Linked DNA regions of Aedes albopictus: region 2 is linked to region 1. Evidence: chromatin contacts called from public Hi-C data. All regions are on one chromosome and are shown on one strand. The core of a region is the stretch at or near the end of the contact, and the rest is flanking DNA. Distances in the headings are between cores, read along the strand shown. Region 1 holds the start of LOC109431660. Region 2 holds the start of LOC109431662.

Evidence for each region. Hi-C and Micro-C count contacts between places; a contact is called where the count stands out from the background.
Region 2: a Hi-C map of whole body shows a contact between it and region 1, with 4 times the contacts expected there. The contact joins the promoter of LOC109431662 here to the promoter of LOC109431660 in region 1. A contact is called at or near these places in 2 of 3 Hi-C or Micro-C datasets (embryo and whole body).

The regions. Positions count from the first base shown.
Region 1 is chr2:334,960,619-334,965,898 of AalbF5, forward strand. It overlaps LOC109431660, which reads left to right and starts at 1,964. Exons shown (of 3, transcript XM_019707906.3): 1 at 1,964-2,269; 2 at 2,370-3,029; 3 at 3,108-3,896. The coding sequence starts at 2,384. The coding sequence ends at 3,265. LOC109431704 (tRNA (guanine(37)-N1)-methyltransferase) reads right to left here. Exons shown (of 2, transcript XR_009997858.1): 2 at 4,750-4,888.
Region 2 is chr2:335,367,481-335,372,760 of AalbF5, forward strand. It overlaps LOC109431662, which reads left to right and starts at 2,948. Exons shown (of 9, transcript XM_062852560.1): 1 at 2,948-3,178; 2 at 3,291-3,405; 3 at 3,605-3,682; 4 at 3,741-5,280. The coding sequence starts at 3,168.

The sequences.
Region 1 (5,280 bases), core at 714-3,213:
CAAGGGTTTTCAGGAAAACTCAAACGATTTATTTTACAAATTTTCGACGATTAGCTCAATTGGTTTTACCAGAATTTTTCCATTAACTTAAACAGATCTTCTGAAGTTTAATTACAATATTTCACAGAAGATCTGTGACAAACTTTTCATTAATCATTAGACAAGCTATAGACAGGATAACCCAACATACATTTTTGCTGTAGGATGCAATATACCACTCTAAAGCAAGGTTTAGCTTAAGAAACTGCTATACAGCTGGTTCTGCTGTCGAGGTATTCCCGAAGAAATTTCTATATGAGCTTTTGTTGAAATCTGTGCAATAATTCCTGCTGGTATTACTAAACAAAATTATGCAGGAATCTCTGAAGGAATTCTGCTGGAATATCCGGTTTATCTGAAAATCCAGGAGACATTTCAGCAAGAATTTCCAACGGAATTCATGTAATAATTCTTACAGGAATTTCTGTAGTAGTTTGTAAAGAAATATATGAAGGAATGCCTGTAGGAATTCGTGGAGAACCCCTGGAAGAATTTCGGAAATACTGCTGAAATTTTTGAAGGAATCCCGGTAAAAGTTTCTTAAAGAATCTCTTGAGGATTTTCTACAAAAAATCCGTAGAAAATTTTATGAAGAAATCCCAGAGAAATTTTTGAAGGAATCCATGGAAGCTTTCAATCGAATTCTTTAAAGAAATTTTGTTACAAATCAATGGTAGATTTCCAAACGGAAAACCTAGTGATGTCTGAAGAAATTCTATATTTACGGTTTTCTGAAGCAATTTATTATGAAATTCATAAAATGTTTTCCATGGAAATTCTACCAGAAATGTTTGGATCTCTAGTGAACATGGAACAATTTTTGAAGATTTTCCAAGCTCTAATGTTGTCGTTGCCTTTTTTCTGAAGGAATCTATAGAACACTTTTTGAAAAAATATTTGGTCAAATTATTTACTAAAGAAATCTATAAAATATTTTCTAAAAAAATAACAGGAAGAATTTCTGAACGAATGCTTAAAGGCATTGCTGAAGAAATCCCTGCAGGAATTTCGAAAGAAATCTGCAGGGTTTTCTGTACAAATTACTGAAGGGTTTCAAAGTTAACCTTGTAGATATTTTTGCAGGAATCTTCTTAGGAAGATTTCTGAAGACAATTCTGGAAAATTTATAATGAACCTTTTTTAATATTTTCCAGGAGAAACCCAGGAAAAAAAATGTGAAATAGAAGTAGGAGGAATTTCTGAGGCTATCCTTCAAGAAAATTTACAAATTTATCACTGAAAGATTTTTTGTAAGAATATTTGCTGAAACTTTGACATAACTAAGGTTCAATTATCTAATAAAATCTTTAGAGAAATATCAGGAGGAATCGTTTGACTTATTCCTGAAAAACATTCTACTTAACTTCCTGAATTTCTAAAGGAATAAAATAAATACTTCAATGAATGCGAAGAAAACCCTCGGAAGTAATCTCAAACCATCCTCAGTGAGAATGTTTAGGAATTTTTAGAAAGAAACTAGAATTTTGAAAATGGTTTCTCAAAATAAAATAGTAGATAAACTCCCTGCTCATATCATGGTAAATGCTTAGAATAAACTAGAGGAATCTGAGTTTTTGAAAATACTGAAAAATGAAAAAAAAAATATATTATCAATCTCAAATATTATAAACAGTGAAATCTTGACAACATTCCAGAAAACATAAGCAACATCCGATTGAACACGAATGTCAACTCATCTGGTAAAGTGTTCTTTATAAAACATAATAATTATAATTAGCATCATCCAGTTTCCTTCTAGCCTTAGGCCTTTTCGGCGCCCCTCTGAGGTTGGCGCCCTTGGCGGGGGCCAACCTGGCCAACCCCACGCTACGGCTCTGCTTATGGCCAGGAATTTGGTCCATTTACGCCTATGTGAGACGCAGAGGTATATTCGGTCTGATGTGGATACTAATGATTGCAATCAAAATAGGCCCCCTGCCCGAATGGTCCCAGACCCTACCTAAGTCCTATTTCATCCTGTTTTACTTCGTCCCAAAAACCTAAGGCCAAAGCCCTATCTACGTATAAGGTATTTATTCTCACATTTAAATTCAACACACTGGGGTGCTTGGGTTAATGTGTTGGTATGAGTGCTACATGAAGCCAAAAACTCTATGAAGCGCAAAAAAGTATCAAAACAGAAAGCACGAACGTGTCTCGCGACACATATCAAATCCAATAATCATCTATATACAACGCTCAGAATTCATATTCACAGTTTTGACCGTTTGTAGGTTGTTTGATTCAATAGTAGGTAATCTAATTTACTAATTTATTTATTGAAATGAGTTAATTTGACTGATTTGTTTTTTTTTCTTTTTCATCATCAGGTAACGCTTACAAAATGGAAAATATAACAACTCTACTAGAAAGGCAAGTGCAGCTACTTCATCGATTAGAAACTTTCTTCGAACTTCAGGCCTGTAAGCCCGACATTGTTCTTGAGATGAACGAACTGAACAGACAATGTCTCGATACGACTAGTGCATTCCACAAGGCAAAACTGTCGTTGGACAAATTCCGCAGCGAACTCGGTCCGAAATATGTCGACGTTGTCAGGAAAATGCAGCGCAACCAAATGCTTGTTATTCATTTGATGGAACAGTTGAAGGACGACAATCACCAGAGGAAGCACGTACTGCGGGAACAGAACGGGCAGACAAACCCCGTCGATTCCGCCAAAAAGACAATCGCGGATAAAATGTTTCTCGCCGATTATCAAAAATCGCCCTTCGTTACGAAAATGAAACCTCGATGCCTGTCGTTTGTGGATTTCAACTTCAATATCACCCACGAAGAGTTCGATCAAATTCCCAAGTATATGCGAGGCCGCGAGAACCTGGACGAGCTGGTGGCATTCATGCAATCGGTTATCGTGCCCTGTTTCGAGGAGAAGTACTCCTTGCTATACAAGAACAAGAAAGCCGTAACGAACCAGCAGGACCTGGCCCTGTGGAAGATTTTCAACCAACAGCAGTCAGCATTTCCAAGTAAGTAATTCAAACGTTGGTACCGATAGCAACTAGTGTTGAAAAAACTCATTGTTTGTACATTCTTTTCCATTGCAGATATCAAATTCGTCACACAAGGGGACATTGCTCGGAAGATGGGTCGGCTAATCGACAAAAAGGTGAACGTAAAACTGCAAATGTTGCGACACCTACATATTCTCCAGGAAACCCGAAATGACGGTACCGTCTATTATCTGTGGTGTCGCGATTGTTAAAGGTTATCTTCAGTGTGTTCAAATAGTTCTTATTTTAACTGTAAGGCTGGTATTTGTAATAAATGAATTATAATTTAGAATTAACCCTCGAGTAGTCGCGTCTTTGACTACCTGCAGCGACGCCCCGCTTACGCTGTGTACCACATGCGAGCATTTTTCATGGTGCGTGTACCCAGTACACGACGCGACCGCTCCGGGGTTAAGGCAGGCAACTCGATTTTGTATCAACCCTCTACTTCCCATGGTTACTCCAGAGCATCATCGATTTTCGATGAACTGAAGAATGATTCTACGTGATTCTTTGATAATATTCGAACAGTATTTCTGAACAAATTGCGTCGTGAAATTTGCTGTAGGCAGTATTTGAATTTATTTGTGACAAAATTCCGTGCAGAATTTCTTACGGAATTCAAGGCACTTTTAGTGAAAAGAATAGGTTAAGTTGATTTGAAGTGAGCAAAATGCTGAAAACAGGTTTGGCTTTTTATTCTGAAGCCATCAAACTGTTGGTCAAACATCGTGTGCCCAACGGCCAACTCGCTTCGATTTACGTAATGTTTACACAATTGATTAAATATAGCACAAACCTGAGCAAATTGATCAGCAGTGTGGCTAGGTTTGACCAACCGTATACACATTTTTTGTTCAATTGAATAGAAAATTCATATATATGAATAGAAATGTTCAATTAAATAGAAAATTCCCGATCATAAACAAAACTCCCGACTTTTCCCCGATGAATTTCAATTCCCGACTTTTTCCCGAGTCCGTGGCCACCCTGATAGTCTGTGCTGATAGTGTTAATCTTCGCGAATCCAATAACAATTTCCGATTTTTTCCTAATGCCATGTGTAGTCGTAGCATTAGGCTAAAAATTGGCAAATTGGCAAGAATGAATGTTCACTCCAAATCTTCAAATTCCAGACAGAATAGAGTTTGTATGAAAAGATGAAAAGTATGAAACAATCTGGAGGATTTTCTGGTGGAAATTCTTAAGAAACTGAAATGATTTTCTTAAAGATCAGTGAAGTTCGCCAAATTCAATATTCATTCAAGTACATATCTTTATACATAGTAAATGTAATATGCTGTCACCTTTGACCAAAAATGGAATCTTGGAACACACAGTTTGAACAATTATACCGTCATATACTTAAGCAAAATAGGTACAGGAAGATAAATAAACTTGATACTTATCATATTAGGCAGGGATTCCTTCATTCTACACCTGCATCTTATCGAAGCCCGCTTCGACCTGTTTGGTGTTGGTTTGAGCTTTGTTTTTCTGCGATGCAGGTTTCGCCGGCAGGGGCTTCTTGTCCGGTTTTTTCGCCACTATCTGCGCGTGAAGATCCTGGAACTTTTTGTCTGCCTTTTCACGTTTATCCTGCACGTTGATCTGGAATGGAAGTGTTTCATTCAGTCAATAAATTTATTAAACGTAGATGCATTACGCCAAGAAAATACCTTTTTCAGCTTTGATGTCACTTCTTTCGCTTTCTTAACGTTTCCTTTCTTGGCCTGATTGACGGCGAAAACATTTTTAACTTTTTTGGCCGTCTGCTTCTGTTGATTGCGATTTTTGATGTTCCGTTTGCCCATCTTTTGACTCTTCTGGTGGACCTGAAATGCGAAAAGGAAAAAAAAGTGTTATTAGATATCTTCGTTGATCGTCAATTTAGTTGTTACATTTTCGTTTGGAATCCGGTTGGCTATCCGCCTCCGACGGTGCACGTTTCAGTTGGCTACGATCTTGGCACAAAACTTCCTTGGTCAAGTAGAAGCTAACTCGCATCATGTCTTTATTAGGAGCCACGTTTCTCACGAATGCAATTTCTTTCAAATTGCCCCCTAGTTGAATGCCCATGTTTGTCTCGACCAAGTTTCGGGCAAGAAGTTTGTTGTCTTCTACTCCTTTGGCGAAGCAATAGACGTGAACCAAAGGAAAATGTTTGATTTCGATTGCTTCATTTTGGAGTAACCCAACATAGTTCTCCAGATGTTCCACTGCCAAT
Region 2 (5,280 bases), core at 1,698-4,197, 410 kb after region 1:
ACCATGCTGAGGGTGACGGGTTCGATTCCCGGTCGGTCCAGGATCTTTTCGTAAAGGAAATTTCCTTGACTTCCTTGGGCATAGAGTATCTTCGTGCCTGCCACACGATATACACATGCAAAATGGTCATTGGCAGAGGAAGCTCTCAGTTAATAACTGTGGAAGTGCTCATAGAACACTAAGCTGAGAAGCAGGCTTTGTCCCAGTGAGGACGTTACGCCACGAAGAGAGAGAGAGATCTTAGGGCTAAGTGAATCGAATCAAATGAAATTTTAAACATTTACGACTAATTTATTGGTCTTCGATTACCATTTAATTCGAATCAAATATGTCCAAAGTGAAAAAAAGTTCCAGCTTGTAGAATACTTTTTGAGAAATTCTAATCACTTTCCAGCTTTTGCAAAATAAAAACTAGCGCCTTCTAGTAGCGAAATCTCGCATCTAATGGTAAATCAAGTTCTTGACTCGCCAAACAGCTTTGCTGAAGAAAACGCCTTTCTAAGTAATTGGGATCATGAGACATAAGAAATTTAAAATTTGTAAGTTCTCCAGCGCCGCCTGTTGGTGGAACTTGAAATCAAACTATTCATCAACTGTAAGTGTCTGACCAACCTAACAACTCTGCTGAAGACAACAACCGAAGACGGCAAATAACAAGACAAACAGCTCTCCCTCTGTTGCAGGCGACATGGTCGAAACGCCGTCAACGATTTACAGGAACATTAAAACATTACACTAGTTTACAGCATTTTTGAACTCGGTAAGCTGATGATCATTTTTGGTGTAGAATCATACCCTGAGTTCGAAAACGCGAAAGAAAAAAATTACAGTAGAGCGGAAATTTTTTCGACTTTCCATACAAGGTTGATGATTTGAAATCGATTTTAGTTCTATTTTTAAGCAAAGTCGCTCACTTCAAACATCTTATTCTCCGTAATCAATGCTCCGATTGAGCTGAAATTTTTACTGTAACTCGCCTACATATGATATGTCAAATAAACGTCGAGAAAGAATTTTTAAGTTGTTTTTTCATATTGAAAAAAAAAAAATACATTTCATCAAAAACATTTGGGAATTTTGCTAAAATTTAAGAAGATCGTCCCTAAAACTCGCCAATATCTTGAATTTCATCAATCTGACGTAAAACCTGTATTCAGATGATCGAATCGTATTGTATTCAGCTTTTAATTTATTGAAAAAGATTTAAAATTGGTTGAACAAAGCGCAATATATTTGAATTTTAGTAAATTGCATTATTTTGAAAAGTTGCAAAACTCGATATTGAGCTATAACTCTTTAGTCTCATTCATTTGAAAGATATTTTGGAGTACAAAGACCATAAATGTTGATTTTTTATGATAAAAGCGTTACAATGCTTAAAAGGCCTATACTTTGACCAGCCATACCTACCTCAAAGTTGTAAAAATTAAAAATGTTTGTATGCTAAAAAATCTGCATAATAATTTACTTTTAAAAATTAGTGCGTTGGTGTTTAAAATATAGCAGCATTGACTAAAATGCCCTAAAATCACAATTTTAATGTTAATCTTAATCGTCGTTCAATTAATATTTAATGTCACACTAATATCATGTTGAATACAGTTTTGGACGACAAGAATAATGTAGAATGCGATAAAAATGTCAAATATGCCCAAAATCATCTTTGAAAAATTGGTAATGATGATGCAGGGCCCGTAAAATGTGTCTTTAATGGCCGATTTCTTCACCTCGGCTTAACCGGTAAGCCAGGCTTACCCATACAGTTAAACCTGGCTTAACGCTTAAGCCAGGGTGAAGAAATCGCCCCTAACCCATATAATAAAAAAAAAACTAAAAAGTACTAATCATTCTTACAAACATACATGAAGGTTTTAACACAGAGATATATAAGGTCCAGAAAGTTATTCTTATAAATCCGACCTTAATAGTTATACTGACTTGTAAATACTATATGTAGAATAACTTGCTGGCGCCAATTTTGTACATCTTGATTAGAATACAATATTCCTTTGAAATTATTTAAATGTTTGAACGAATTTAACTTGGGACTATTCGAAAAAAATATATTACAGTATTATAACTTTAAATTTAGCAAATCTTTTAATCGCTCTATTATGACAAATACATATTTACCACGCCCGAACCGGACCCTGGGTGGCATCCGTAAGTATCCATGTGTTCTTCTCGCGTTTTTTCATCGACATTTGCTTGTGCCTGGGGTGGGTCTTGCAGATCACGTACAGCCGCTGGTGCCGAACGACAAAGAAACAGTCCTTACAGCGCCGCTTCAGGTGCCCTTTCACTTTGAAGCCACAGGCCGGATTGACCATTGAACCGAGGGCGGGAGTGAGCAACTGATTCGGCAATCGGTCAAGCAGCAATCGGCTGGAGGATTGATTTGCGAGGGGTGAATTGGCGCCCATCCGACCGCCACTGGCACCACCGGCAAGCACATGAAACAAGCTCGCTGAAGTGCGGGACAGAGAACTCAACAAAGCGGTACTTAGCACCGTTCTGCACTGGGACAGCAGTGGCCACATCTGGAAGAGGGGTTTTGTTTTGTTGAATGGTATGGAAATTTCTGGTAAAATATTGGAAATTACCGTATTTTTTGATAAAAACTGTTATCGCTGAAAGGAACTGACCGAGTGGACAGTTTGTTTTTATGTTATGTCACCACATCGGGAAGTCGTTTTTTGACAAGCAAAATGTGTCGATGATGCTGGCAGCACTGCAGTGTGCTACGTCGCAGGACACAGCCATTTGTGATCGAGCACTAACACAAACCTACACAAACCTTCAGTATGGTTGAAAATAAACCACTTCGAACGTGTTCAATATGGTTTGTTTGCCACCATCAAATGGTTATAGTGTTAGTGCAATTGAACTATGTGCGCAACTGGCGCAACATCACTCAACAGCGGGGGATCGCACGAGAATGTTGCGCTTCATCAGCAGTTTTTACAAATAAAACGTCGCAGTTGTCAGAACGAGCAGCAGCAGTCGTGATTTCCGTATCAAAATAGCTGATTTGCTAGTTTTGTGATCTATAATTTTGCAATTTTTCGATAAAACAGCAGCCTGGTGGATAGAAGTTTGGTTTTTTGACACCGTTTAGTGCTTCCTGGCTGGAGGAAGCCAGGGATTTGAGAAAAACGTTCTTAGTGATGGATTACAGGTAAGAACAAGAAAGTGATGCCGAGCATCTGCTTTTGTTTACATCGGGGAGGATTAGGGCGCTCCGGAAAAGAAGTTCTTGTTAGATGAGCTAAATTTGTTACCGGTTGCAGAGAATCGACCCGTTGGTATCTGCGGCGGCTGCACCAGACGGACTTTCTGACCGTAAACATCGAAGCGCAAACGGACATCAGCCGTTCGGTTCGCTCAGCCATTCCGCTGGATAAGGTTAGTGGAAGATTAGCCAGGATACTAGTTTATAGCTCGTCAGGGATGGAGGGATTAGAAATTTCTTCGACTTTGTGCATGCCAAACCAAGCTACCTATATAATATAATTTACTAATGAAAACTTTGTAAAATTATTTGCCCCAGTGGGAATGTAATACAATGGAACAAAAACATTTATGACCCTTTGATATTTTGCAGGTCCATTTCCAGCACATATCCAAGCGCCACTGTATAATTCGGAGCAAGCACGGCGTTGCTACCCTGACGGATGAAACGGTAAGATTCGTTGAATCTCATCTCTCTGAGGAACGCTATTGAATTACGCTTCTTACAGTCCACAACTGGAACCTACGTCAACAATCGGAAATTCTGCAAAGAGCACCCAGGGTCGACGATTCTCTCGGAAGGTGATCTCATTGGAATCGGGACGCCCTGCTTCCAGGATGAATCGTTCTACCGGGAAAACAACCATGTGTTGTTGTTCCAGGTGTGCAGGGATCGGAACCGAATCGTTCGCGAAGGCGACGTGGAAGTGATCCTGGGTAGCGATGAGGAACCGGAAGATGTCAAAGTGTTCGATTTGGAGCGGATGGCGGCAGAAGAAGGCCAGAAGGACCAGGCTCCGGTGCCGGTTCCGAGAGATGAACGGCTGTTTCGCATTGTGGAAAGGATTGATCTGTCATCAGATGAAGAGGCAGTACAGGAGATGGAATCGGCAGAGCGGGTGACACGGATGGATGAACGCATTTTAAAGGAAACGGAAAAGAAGGCTAAGGAGTTGGAAGGGCCTCGACTCCATGAAGAAATTGACCTCACCAAAGGACATGCGAATAAGGAAAACAGGCAACTGGAAAGACATGTCAAAAGTGAAAGTTTGCAGAAACAGGAAGAAGATAGAAACAAAGATAGAGATAAGCATAAACGAAGTTCATCAGACTCACGAGATCGGAAAAAATCAGCTGATAAAGCAGAAGCCAACATTAATCAGAATGGAGACTGTAAGAGCGAGCATAATGGAGCGGAGAAGTTGAAAGATGGAATCGATGAACTATTTCAGGACTCATATTCCTACCCAGAGCGATCCGGACCTCAGAAAACAATTCTTTCTATCACTTTAGATGACAGTGATGAAGCGGAAGATGAACAAGACTTTAGCGAACTTGCGTTAACACAATCGTACTACCGACAAGTGAAGAAAGAGCTACTGGAGGTGGAATCTCAAGAAGAGGAACCAGAGCCGGAACCTGTGCCCGAGGTAACAAAAATCAAAGTCGAAAATGCTTCTCCACAAAGAACACCAATCGTATTCGACGATGCTCCAATCTATATCGAAGATGACGACGAGGACGAAGATTACTTGGAAGATTCCAAGAGATGGTTCCAGCGATTATCCCAAAGAAGCTCTCCACTCAGGACTAAACAGAGCACTGGCGTTGAGGAGGTGCCGATCATTAAGGCGTTACCAAGTGAAAAGCCAATCGAACTGGATGAGTACTGTTCCAGAGATATGGATATTCCTGATGATATCCTAGATGTGTTTAAAGAACCAGATCCAGCAGAGGAAACACCGGAATCTGATCACGACATGTCTGGGATTGAAGAGTTGCCAACTGTTGATGCTAATGACCGTATGGACATTGGAGTCGAAAACCCGGATGAGTTTTTGGACAATTTCTTCGATGAATTCGAAGATAAGAACGAACAGACACCAATTCTGAATCCACCGGGTTCCGTTCGCTCAGCAGCGCCTCCAAGTGTTTTTAAGCCTCCGTTGCCAAAATCTCCCGAATCGGGTCGAACGCCCATGAACGAAAAGAACTCCAACAGCGCATCAAATGCCTGGATCAGTAAGAAAGTTCCTTTGATAGAGCCGC